Regions from separate parts of the Mus musculus genome. Here region 2 is linked to region 1. A link is a contact called in public Hi-C data. All regions are on one chromosome and are shown on one strand. Each heading gives the region's core, a stretch centred on a gene start, on an enhancer-like site or on the middle of the called end of the contact. The rest is flanking DNA. Distances are from core to core; before and after follow the strand shown.

Region 1 (5,765 bases), core at 1,058-3,557:
ATATTAAAGGCCTTTCCTTAAATAGTTTCATATAAATATATAAGAAAGCTAAATGAATAAAAAATGTGGATAGCTTTGTTGATTTAGTGGCTTTCCCAAGTGTATCAATAAATATTTCAGGACACCTGCTGTAAGACACATTCATCCTAACTGCCTTGTAGCGTGTCAGAGACAGAAAGCACACTCTAAAAGGAGTGGCCACTCTCAGAGGCCACTGGAGTTGGAGTTTCAGTAGCCTCTCTCTTCAACTGTATGGAGTCACACTCGGATGTGCACCTTGAAGCATAAGCTGATACTGTTTGTAATGCCATGAGAGGCATGATGCTTTTATATATGGGCCAAGCTCAACATGGAATCTCTTTGGCAGGACCAGTGTTCGGTTAGCCATGAGCCAGGGCTAGTTGCTGCCCCCTGAGTCTTGAAGCCACTGACCTAGGCCAGTAGCTTTCAAACAAGACAAGGTACTGTGACCCACCCTGGGGGACATTCCAACTTCACAATTCTAACACCTCCCCCTCAAAAATAATCTGTACCTTAAAGTAAGGTTTTACTGTGGTGGGCCACATTAGTTCTCACTTCTGTCCCTGCTGTCCTCAGTGTGTTGATACTGTGATGCCCAAGTGTCAGTGCCCAGGCTGGTGTCAGGCTAAAGTAGGCACAGTGAAGCTGCCCAGGTAGCCTAGCTCATTGAGTCTAACAGCTGCTCTCCATTTAGAGGTCAGGTGACTGGAAACATGAAGGGAGATTGGGGGGAGCATCAGAGGGTTCTAGAAGTGGGGTCCCCACCTCCCAGCTCTGTGAAGCACTGTGTGACATTGGGCTAGAGCATTTGCCTTCTGCCCTCTAGCAGCTGCTACTTTAAATGGTTGATTAACCAGAATATTTTGTCTGAGCCTGGCTTCTTTGTTCTCCTCACAAATATACACAGTGGAAAGGGAGGCTCTCTCCAGAGAGCTATGTTCTCTGACTCTTTAAGAAAATCACTTCCTATGGAATGGGGAGACATGGGCGCCTCCCCAGTGGCTTCTCCATAGCCCCATGTGTCACACCTCCACAAGAAGACTAGGCAACCTGGTGAACAGTGCACTGTAGCCCTGTCCTCCTGCATGCTGGCTCCGCATGTGCTCTTCCCCTTGGATTCAAAGCACATTGGCTTTGGGAATTGCCATGTTCACCCTATTGTCATAGTCAAGAAGAGGAATCGAACACTCAGGCATGGAGGGATGGCAGTAAAGAGGCCCCTCTGCTTTCAACAGGCTCCCTGCCTTAAGGCCAGACTCCAGGCCAGCTCAGAGGGAACTGGCATGGTGATGTTGTCTTTAGCACCCCTTTCTCTGTTCGAGTCTGACTGGACCAGGGCTGCACCAGGCTAGATTCCTGCAGTTCTACATACGGTTTCTGATTTAGAGCCAGACCTTGTGAGAAGGCAAATGGATCAAGGGACCTAGGATTTTACATGCTCTATGTGGTAGTAGAACAACTCTGACAGGCTCTGAGACGGGACAGTGGTGGCATGAAGATAAAGGATGTCCAGACTGGGTAAGTCTGGGAAACCTAGGCTGTAGGTGGCATAAGCAAGTGGGAAATGCAGGAAAGAAAATGACCTTTTACCACCAAGGTCGGCAAGTATCTCCTGTAGAGAGTAAGACAGTAAATGATGGAGGCTTTGTAGAGCCAGAGGCCTCTGTGTAGTTGTTCTGTTCTGGTACATGTAAAGGCATGGGAAGAGAGCATGGTCACGCTCCAACAGATGCTTTCCTCAGAGTCCTCAGGCCTGGGGTTTGATGCCTGTACAGTTTCAGTTTTCTCTCCCTCTGGGTTCCACTTTGTTTAATCTGTTTACCTGTCTCAGGCCCATGGCTTCTGGGTGCCCATACTGAACTAGGTGGAGCTCTGGGGAGCAGGTGTGGGCAGCAGACATACTTTGGCTTATCGCTCAGAGCTTACAGATTAGAAAGAATCTTTGGTGATGACGAACACGACCAGACGTGAGCTCTCTGGCACACAGCTCCATTCCCTGCTCAAATGCTAGCCCATGCACTGGTTGAGTGTGACATCAGAGCTGGACCCCAGGAGCAGAAGCTCAGAACAAATGCCTGCAGACAGGCCGCTCTGCTCCAAGAGCCCTCCCCAGCCCTGAGCAATCTCCATGGCTTTAGCCTTCTTTGGGGAGAAAGAAAAGGACTGTAGCCAGCCAGAGGGACAAGACGCTTTACTATTGGAAAAAAATCTAAGAGTCTCAGGCCTGTGCAGCACCATTAGGTGACGTCAGTGGCTCAGGGGATCTAAGCTCTGTGCTTTCACTCTTCTCAGAACAGCAACTGATTCATGGTAGCAAAGGGGTTTCTATTTAGAGCTGCAGAGGAGAGGCGGCCTCCGTGTCCTGGCATCCTATGCTAACGGCCTGCCCGTTCCCCGTGGGCAGCAGGCAGAGTTCACAGGAGGCCAGGACTGAGACACTCTACTTTCCACAAGCTAACCAATGTCCCCAGGCCTACTATGTACTGGCAGCTGGGTATACAGAGGCTGTGACACTGCTAGAGAGCAGAGGGCAGTTTAGCACACAGACAGCTATGACAATGGGGAAGGGAATAAAGGGGCCTAGATTCTTGGGCTGAGTCATGAAGCACCAGTAGGAGCTGGGGCTGTAGAGGTACAGGGGTTGATAATGGGGGCACTGGAAGTTGTTTCACTAGAGGAGAAACCCTGGAATGAGCACGAGTGAGGAGAAGAGAAGGAAACTGCCTAGCTTACAGCTCCATCCCTCACTAAAATGCAAAGTCATGAGCTGATCTGGGTGTTGCATGGGGCCTGGCCAGGAGCCACCATCATGGCTTCTGTAGAAAGACGTGCTGAATCTTAGACCAAAGACCTAAGTTGTTCCTGCTTAATTTCTGGCATGAGAATGGATGCTGCTAAGTCATTGTGTCCTCTCTTGTGGATCCACATCCTGAAAATGGTGGCCGGCACTACTTTATGTGTATACAGTAGTCATCTCTAGATGGACACCAGGGTTCCATGCCCCCGTCTTGTCCTGTCTCATGCAAACCTCATCCTTCCTCCTGGTATGGATGTCTCAGTGAGACTGCTTGATGACGTTTGGTCCCTATGACCTATTCTCTTCCTTCCCACGGTCTCCAAGGTCTTTCCTCTCAGCACGAGTTATTAATACATCCTTCTCTGACCCTAGATTAGGTTCTCAGTGGTGAAGGAAGCATTTTGGGTTGGACTCAATCTTATGAGCAAGGTATGGCCACAGATACTTTTGTCACCTGGGGCTCCATGAAGCTCGCTCCACCCAGCCCCTCTGCCCGTCTGGAATTCTCTCTCAGAGGAGCCCTGAGGGCTTCCATCTTGCTGCTAGTTCAGCTCCCTCACCTGGCCACACCTCTCGCTCCCCCTCAAGTCCCCACTGTGTGAGAAAAGAATGGGATTTTGCCTTTGAAATTCCTAAAAGACACTGCTCCTTCTCTGATAGCCACGGGTCATATTTAACACACTCAAGGTAGCTTGCTCATAGCCATATTTATTTCATACTTCATACTCCATGGATTATAAGGTATGATATGGAAGCTACATGAGCAAATGGTAAAACTATAAATCACACACACACAAAAAATACCTGAAACACTACTGTAACACTATAAAACTACCTCAAAACATTCTTACATCTACCAACTTGCTAAACTCTGCTACTTCAGAAGACAACATTCAAAAGAAATGATGTATGGGGAAAGAAAATCACAGTGCTAATTTGGAGTGGTTCTTATTTTGGCTGCTAGCTGGAGGCGTGACTGCTCGCAGGGGTATGTACTTTCCTTTTGTTTAAGAAATTAAGATGGGAAATGGGACTCTTCTTTTTTAGTTTTGAGGAAGCATCTTATGTTCCCTTAAAATATCTTAGCCTGGAGAGAGCCATGAGGCATATAGCATGAACCAGAGCACACACTCCTAACAAAGCAAGACAGGCTTGTGGAGAACCGAAAACCAAACCAAACCAAACCCCAAGCAGCTGCCAGAGGTTTCCCCACACACCTTTTTAGTCAGCAATTACAAGAAAATATGGAGAAAGACAAGTGGAGAACAGGGGTGAGAAGGACGCATGGGCAAGCTGAGGAAGCGGCAAAGGACACTGAATACTGTACCTGCTTGTTACTGTCAGTGGTACAGCACAGCTTCTTGAGGGAGACAAAGTGCCTAATTTTCCTAATAACATAAACAGTCAGTGATTAGTGAGCCAGGCGGGAGAATAAGGCAACAGGTCAGCACACGGACAAGTCTCCTCGATGCTGAGCTCCAAGGCCTTCCTCACGCAAATATGATCACAAGCCCCGTACCCCCGAGGAAGCCTGGCTACTGTGGACGTACCACCCTCGTGGGCCTGCCATTTTCAGGGACTGACATGCCACCACAGGAAAGCCGGCTTTCATTCGGCTGACACAAACGTCATTGCTTACATGAAAAGCAGAAGACTCATTCGGAAAGTGATGAGATTTTGTTGGTCGCTGTTTTTCTCTCTTAAACATCCTATGCTGAGCACTGTGGCTCATCGTAAGGATGGCATTTGTTGTTTTTGTTGTTGATTTTGTTTTGTTTTGTTTTGTTTTGTTTCTTGTTTTCTTGGTTAGAGGAAAAAGTGCTCTGATTTAAAAGTCATGAATCCAGGAACTTAGCCTGTGGTCTTGCTCATTATCACAAGGAAAATGGGGGGGTTGGGGGGGAGGCACATGGCCCTGTGTAATTAAGCTCAAGGTAGATCTTACCCTGAGGGTACAGCTCTGACTTACACTATGGAAGCCTGGATACCCAGAAGCCTCTGGGGCACCCCTTTCTATTCTCTGTCTCTTTCTTCTTCTTCCTGGTTCCCTTTACCCTGGAGGATTCTCTGAAGAGAACATGGGAAAATACTGATGGATCTTACAAGACGAACGTCACCCAAGCGAGAAAGAGTAAAATGTCCCTATTTTTAATCTGAATTGCCTCTGAGAGCTCGCTGCCTACAATTAGGGAAAATCACACAAAATCACGTCTGGATAAAAGGACTTTTTTCCCCTCATCTGTCAAATCAGGAAATTTTATTCTGATAGAAAGTACCAGGCAGTAGCATGTCTCCTCCACATCAGCTGCCCACTGATTCTAGTCAAACACTGAACAGGACTCAGCTCCCCTTTCCTAAGAGCGACCATGAGGACACCATGTCCGTCTCAGGCACCCACCATCTTCCTGTGGCTCTCCAAAGGCCACTGCTGGGATCTCTGACCCGAGGCAGTGTCTGTGGGAAAGGCAGGCTGCTTCTCCCTATAGTGGACAACCTTGCTCAGGAGCCCTTCAGAACCTGCAACTCTCAGAGGTCACCCAGAGAGGAGTCACAAAAGGACCACTAGGCCGGACCTCTCAGGAGGCTGGAGAACATTTCAAGCCAATCCACCAAGGAAACTTGGAGGGAAACAACCTTCAAATCAATGGGTGATCTGACGGGATGGGCTGGCTTTGCAATCACGTGGAGATCTGAAATCAACTCAGGTGGTCCTGAGAACCATGTGTGGGAGGGGCTTTCTGGTTCCAGGTAACCCCCATCTTATTTTCTTTGCCAGTATGTCACATATCATGTGTCCCTTCCAGGATCAATCCACCAGGCAGTATTGACCTTCATGCTGGCTGCGAGGCCCATCAGTGAGATATAGTTAGGGGTCCCATCTGGCTGGCACTCTGAGACTTCCCTTAGAATGCAACGCAGAGAAGGAAAGGGAGTCCTATGTTTTATT
Region 2 (5,765 bases), core at 1,572-4,071, 96 kb after region 1:
GCGGGCGACCTGGAGAATGAACGGACACGATGGTGCACACCTGTTTGGAATCTTAGCACTTCGGAGGCTGAGGCAAAAGAACCAAGAGTTTGAGGCCAGCTTGGGTGACACACACAAAAAAAACCTCTGTTGTTTTGTTTTGTTTTGTTTTGTTTTAAATTAGAACTATATGTCATAGATATTGAAGAGTGGAAAAACCTTGGTGGAGTCAAAAGAGAGTCTGACGTGAATGTACCTGGGTGTGGTGTTTTGTATATGCTCAGCCCAGGGAGTGGCACTATTAGATGGGGTGGTCTTGTTGGAATAAGTGTGGCCTTGTTGGAGTGGGTGTGTCACTGTGGGTGTGAGCTTTAAGACCCTGCTCCCAGCTGCCTGGAATCCAGTATTCTGCTAGCAGCCTTCAGATGAAGATGGAGAACTCTCAGCTCCTCCTGCACCATTCCTGCCTGGATGCTGCCATGCTCCTGCCTTGATGATAATGGACTGAACCTCTAAACCTGTAAGCCAGCCCCAATTAAATGTTGTCCTTATAAGAGTTGCCATGGTCATGGTGTCTGTTCACAGCAGTAAAACCCTAACTAAGACACTGGGGTTGAGGAAACACTGGCAATATGGGGCAGAAATATCTTGTGAGAAGGTCTTGGCTGAGAATAATTCAGATACGATAGAAGACATCAATTTTGTGGATTCAGGAGAAGACCCAATCCTAAGCAGCACAAATAGAAGAAGTCCACACTTACACACATTGCTATGAATTGGCAGAAATCAAAGACAAAAAAATGAACACTAAAAGCAGCCTCAGGGGTGGGGGTGGGAGGAGTCAGATGACCCCAGTGAGTCCTCTTTCGAGGGACCATTTCTTAGAGGCAGTGTGCTTAGATAGCATCCTGTCAGGAAGGCTCCACCATCCTTGGTTATACATGAAGATTCCAAGGCACAGAAAAGCTAAGAGCTCCCCAGGGTCACACAGCTGCCAAAAGCCTGGGATTGAAGACCTGGGCACCTGACCCCACAGGCCATCCCCTTATCACTGTGGTTAAATGGCCTCCCCAGCCACCAACAGTGGCTCTGAGAGCCACAAAGTACAGACTCCTGCTGTCACAGATGGCCATTTACTAAGAGCACCTGTATCATACGCTTTTAAAGTCTGACCCAGAAAGAACATGGTTCAGCCTAGCTGCACCTCCACAGCCGCGCTAGGTTTCCCTGGCTTCCTGCTCCTGCACCTGGGCAAAGGCTGCACCTTGTTCTCTGCACTTCTCAGGAGACCTGGGTTCACCCACGACCTGTGCTGGAAAGTGATCACAGATCACGCTCAGTTATAGACAGACTGAGGCCTCTCCACTTTGACTGTGGCCTCTGAGGGACAGCCATTGCTGGGCAATAAAGAAGGGACAAGCATTCTTCCATGAGGAAGAGGACTCTTCGGCTGCAAAACCGGGGGTAATGAACTGGGGGTAATGAACAAGAATGGCATCCTAGACCCTCAACAGTTGTTTACATAAGTAAAAATAAGTCTTTTCTCAGAAGCATGACACTTAGGGAAAGAAATGTCCCTGTCCCAGGCCCTTTGTGCTTACACCGCTGAGAGGGAGGAGTCTCCTTCTTCCCCTCCCCGCTTCCCCATCATCACAGAAGGGAAAAAAAAAAAAAGAAAGAAAGAAGGAAGGAAGTGACTGAACTCCATGGACAGAAAGAACAAGGATTTCAGAAGTTCATGACCTTGTTATGACCTTAAACTTCAAAACAGAGAGGCCTTGTGCGTTTGACTACTCTGTTCCTTACTATGTAATTGTGACCTCATTGATAAGACTGGGCCATCTGTAGTGGCTGGCACAGAGCCTGACAGAGTGGGCACCTGTATCCAGTCGGACACGAAGCCAACCGTGCATGGCTGCACGTGCTCTTGGGAGGGGCTGGTATTGGCTGCTTCTCTTTTATAACAGGAGAGAGCCAAGAAAAGCAGCAATGCTGTCTTAGCCCTGTGTGTGCTGCTGTGACAGAGGCCCTGAGGATGGATAATGGGGAAAAGAACAGACATGGCTCTCTGGAGGCTGCAGAGTCCAAGCTCCAGGGTACAATATCATCTCTTCGCAGAAGGTGGAAGGGTAAGACATGTGGACCAAAGGTGGACTGTCCTCTTTATATGGACACCAGTCTCAGGAGGCAAAGTCCGTAGGGCAGCCTGTGTTCTCAACCTGTGGGTCATGACCCCTTAGAGGGCTGAACAACCCTTTCACAGGGTTGCATATCAAATAACCTGCATATCAGATATTTATATTATGATTCATAACAGTAGCAAAATTGCAGTTATAAAGTAGGAACAGAAATAGTTTTAAGGTTGGGGGGTCACAACAATTTGAGAAGCTGTAAGGGGTCTAAGCTTTAGGGAGAGTGAGAACCCTGCTGTAGGACCTGACTACTTCCTAAAGATCTCCTTCTCAGAGGCACTGGGATTGCAGCATGAGTTTGGAGGGGGTCAACAGTCACCCCAGAGCACACAGCCATTGTGTAATGTGTTTGGGGGATGTGTTCACAGAACCTCCCCACAGGAGACACTCGGGCACACAACCTGGAGATGGCTGAGCATCAATTTATGGTTGTTTTTGTTTTCCAAAACCTCCCTGATTTCTGAAGGCTCTGACAAAAGCATGCAGACGCCATCAGCCAAATGGCTTCTTTTGTGCTGGAATGCTTGCCCGAGAATCTTCGCTCCTCTAATGTCTCATCAGTGGAAAATGAAGTACTTCTAAAGTGGCACGCTTCAAGAGAACAGGAGCAAATGGCCTTGACAGCTGATAAGCCCGGGTGCCACTAACGCTTTCCCAGCCCTCCCTCTGCTGAGTAACTGCAGCAAATGTGGCATCTGCATCCCACACGTTCCTGAGACAACCGTTTCTTCAGAGAATGCCGTCAGGTAAATTAAGGACAAAGACAAAGCCTTCCTTCAAACCCCCCAGTTTCTCCTTGGTGACAAGGCTTTACTCTTTTCCTTTATTTATTGATATTTGCTGCCACTTGGTAGATACAGCCATGAAAGGTCAGAGAGTCTGAGCTATGCTCCTGCATCTACACTGCCTAGTCCAAAAGGCAAGCACCTGGGCTGGAGTTCATTATCGTTAATAAGCTCTGAGACAACTCATTGAACCCCTCTGAGCTGGAATCTCCTTCCACTGCCAATAGCACAGCACTTCTATAAAGATTAGCCCAGCGCTCATGGCGTGCCTTTCAAACCAGACAATAACTCCACACATCTTTCCCTACTGTTGGACTGTGTATTGTTATACTTGCTACTGATTTCCTAGGCCCAGATCTTTGTCCCTACTCCCTGACCTTGATTCATCTTTTTTTCATAGATGTTTTTTCATACAATATATTCTGATAACGGTTTCCTTACCCCCAACTCCTCCCAGATCCTCCTTGCCTACCCAAATCTACGCCCTTCCTTCTTTCCTTTCCTCCTTCTTTCCCTTCCTCCTCCTTTCTTTCCTTCCTTTCTTTCTTTCTCTCATTAGAATACAAACAGGCATCTAATAGTAGTAGTAGTAGTAGTAGTAGTAGTAGTAGTAGTGGTGGTGGTGGTGGTGGTGGTAGTGGTGGTGGTGGTGGTGGTGGTAGTAGTAGTAGTAAAATAAGATAAAATAAAATAAAATAAAAATCTATTTTGGCCAAAACAAACAGAAAAAAAGAAAGGCAAAGAAAAAGCACAAGAAACATGGGGACTTCTTTTAGCTCTAGGCCCCAGCTGGTGCAGACCTGCATGGGGCTGTGCATACTGCCTCAGTCTTTGGGTCAATTATGCTAGTTTAGAGGTTTTTGTTTTCTTGGTGCCCTCCATCCCTCTGGTTCTTATACTCATTCAACGTCCTCTTCCACAGTTTCCTGAACCCTGTGGGGAAGAATTTAATGGGGTCATCCAGTTTAGGGCTATTTCTCACTCTCTGTTCATTGAGCTGGACTCATCTTTATTCTTCTATAGAAATGCTTCTATAGAGTGTCCAAGTCAGGCATGGTGGCAAACGCCTTTAATCCCAGCACTTAGGAGGCAGAGGCAGATGGGTCTACATTGTTGGAGGCCAGCATGGTCTACAGAATGAGTTCTAGGAAAGCCAGGGCTACACAGAGAAACCCAGTCTGAAACAAAATAAAACAAAACCAGGCATGATGTAGGTGTCCAGAGCTGCAGTCCTGCTCCGACACTGAGGACCCTGTAGCTCTGGCTTTATGTTGGGAGTTGAGTCCAAGCTGGGATGCCTGCAGTTTACATCAGTCTGATTCTACTGTGAACAGTGCCTAGGTTACTACCCTACTCAAGTGTGGATGTCCTCTGCTCTCACTATCCAGCACCTTTCCTGGCACGAGGGTAGAGGATGACGTAGGAGGTGTCTCCCCAGCCCCTGTCCACACACTACTCCATGATCACAAACTTAAACCAAACATATAATCAAGAAGACAATCAAGTGAGGGTGCATGTGAGAACACAGCATTTCAGGGACCTTGGGAAACAATTTGATAATTGTCTTAGTCAGGGTTTCTATTCTTGTATAAACATCATGACCAAGAAGCAAGTTAGGGAGGAAAGGGTTTATTCAGCTTACACTTCCATGATGCTGTTCATCACTAAAGGAAGTCAGGACTGGAACTCAAGCAGGTCAGGAAGCAGAAGCTGATGCAGAGGCCATGGAGGGATGTTCCTTACTGGCTTGCTCAGCATGTTCTACACTTGATCTTAGCCAAAAGGCTGAGAAGCGATCAGTGTGTTCTTTTATAGAACCCAAGACTACCAGCCCAGGGATGGTCCCACCCACAGGAGCTCCTCCCCCTTGATCGATAATTGAGAAAATGCCCCACAGCTGGATCTCATGGAGTCACTTCCCCAGCTTAAGCTCCTTTCTCTGTGATAACTCCAGCCTGTGTCAAGTTGACTCACAAAACCAGCCACTACAGCAATATATTAAGAAGCTACCATTCAAACTTAGTTCTACTGGTGTGATTCTACTTGAGAGAAAGAATAAAAACAGAAGCCCTACAAAACACATATATAAATATTCATATTAGCATTCTTTATAAAAGCAATAGATTAGAGCCAAGACAAATGTCCATCCTCTAATGAAGAGATAAATCAAATGATATATATACATACAACATAATCCTATCTGGAAATTAAAAAGGAGGAGGAGGAGGAGGAAAAGGACAGACTATTCAGACATGGTACACCACAGATGCACACTGAAATCACTGTGCTAAGTGAAAGAATCCAGACGAGACTACACATGTGCTTCCATAAGTAGTAAACGCCGAGTTCAACTCATGTGGTTCTAGGAGTGGAAGAGCGTAACTGTAGTCAGATACCAGGGTACTTTTAAGACTAACAAAAATGTTCTAGGTTTCCATCTGTGCCCGGAGCTGAACCTGTGCCACAGCACTCCATACCCAAATTCTATGCGGAAAGAGCTGGTCTCCCAGGAATGTTGACACGCAGGCTTATAGGAAGGACAAGCCACAGTCAGAGACAGCAAGACCAACTAACACCACAGAAAACCAGATGTCGAGAGGCAAGTGCAAGAACATAAGCAACAGAAACCAAGGCTACTTGGCATCATCAGAACCCAGTTCTACCACCACAGCAAACCCTGGATACCACACAGCTGTTGGGGATGGCCCTGGTGATGGCTGTATTTTGATGTTAATTCTGCTGTCCCAGGAGGGATTGTCTGGAAGGAAGAATGAGTCGCATACTCAGGTGACTTCTTGTGAACCTTCCC

Evidence for each region. A called contact is a pair of places that touch in the nucleus more often than the background predicts.
Region 2: a Hi-C map of cerebral cortex shows a contact between it and region 1, with 1.7 times the contacts expected there. The contact joins two enhancer-like sites. A contact is called at or near these places in 3 of 484 Hi-C or Micro-C datasets (cerebral cortex, nephron progenitors and rod photoreceptor), 1 of 115 datasets of contacts at active chromatin or transcription factors (VIP interneurons) and 1 of 9 other capture datasets (liver).

What each region holds. Positions count from the first base shown.
Region 1 is chr13:95,078,969-95,084,733 of GRCm38.p6, forward strand. It overlaps Pde8b (phosphodiesterase 8B), which reads right to left. Exons shown (of 22, transcript NM_001374003.1): 10 at 4,146-4,206. All of the region lies in intron 1 of Gm41025 (a long non-coding RNA gene), which reads left to right. Among named protein-coding and RNA genes, the nearest start is that of Gm41025, 31 kb to the left of the region's middle. Within about 2 kb of position 2,308, at least 38 of the 459 cell types and tissues checked have an H3K27ac peak or open chromatin away from gene starts, as enhancers often do. A contact at or near this core is called in VIP interneurons and cerebral cortex, where this site is marked.
Region 2 is chr13:95,174,725-95,180,489 of GRCm38.p6, forward strand. The region is part of intron 1 of Pde8b (phosphodiesterase 8B); the gene reads right to left. Among named protein-coding and RNA genes, the nearest start is that of Pde8b, 45 kb to the right of the region's middle. Within about 2 kb of position 2,822, at least 16 of the 459 cell types and tissues checked have an H3K27ac peak or open chromatin away from gene starts, as enhancers often do. A contact at or near this core is called in VIP interneurons and cerebral cortex, where this site is marked.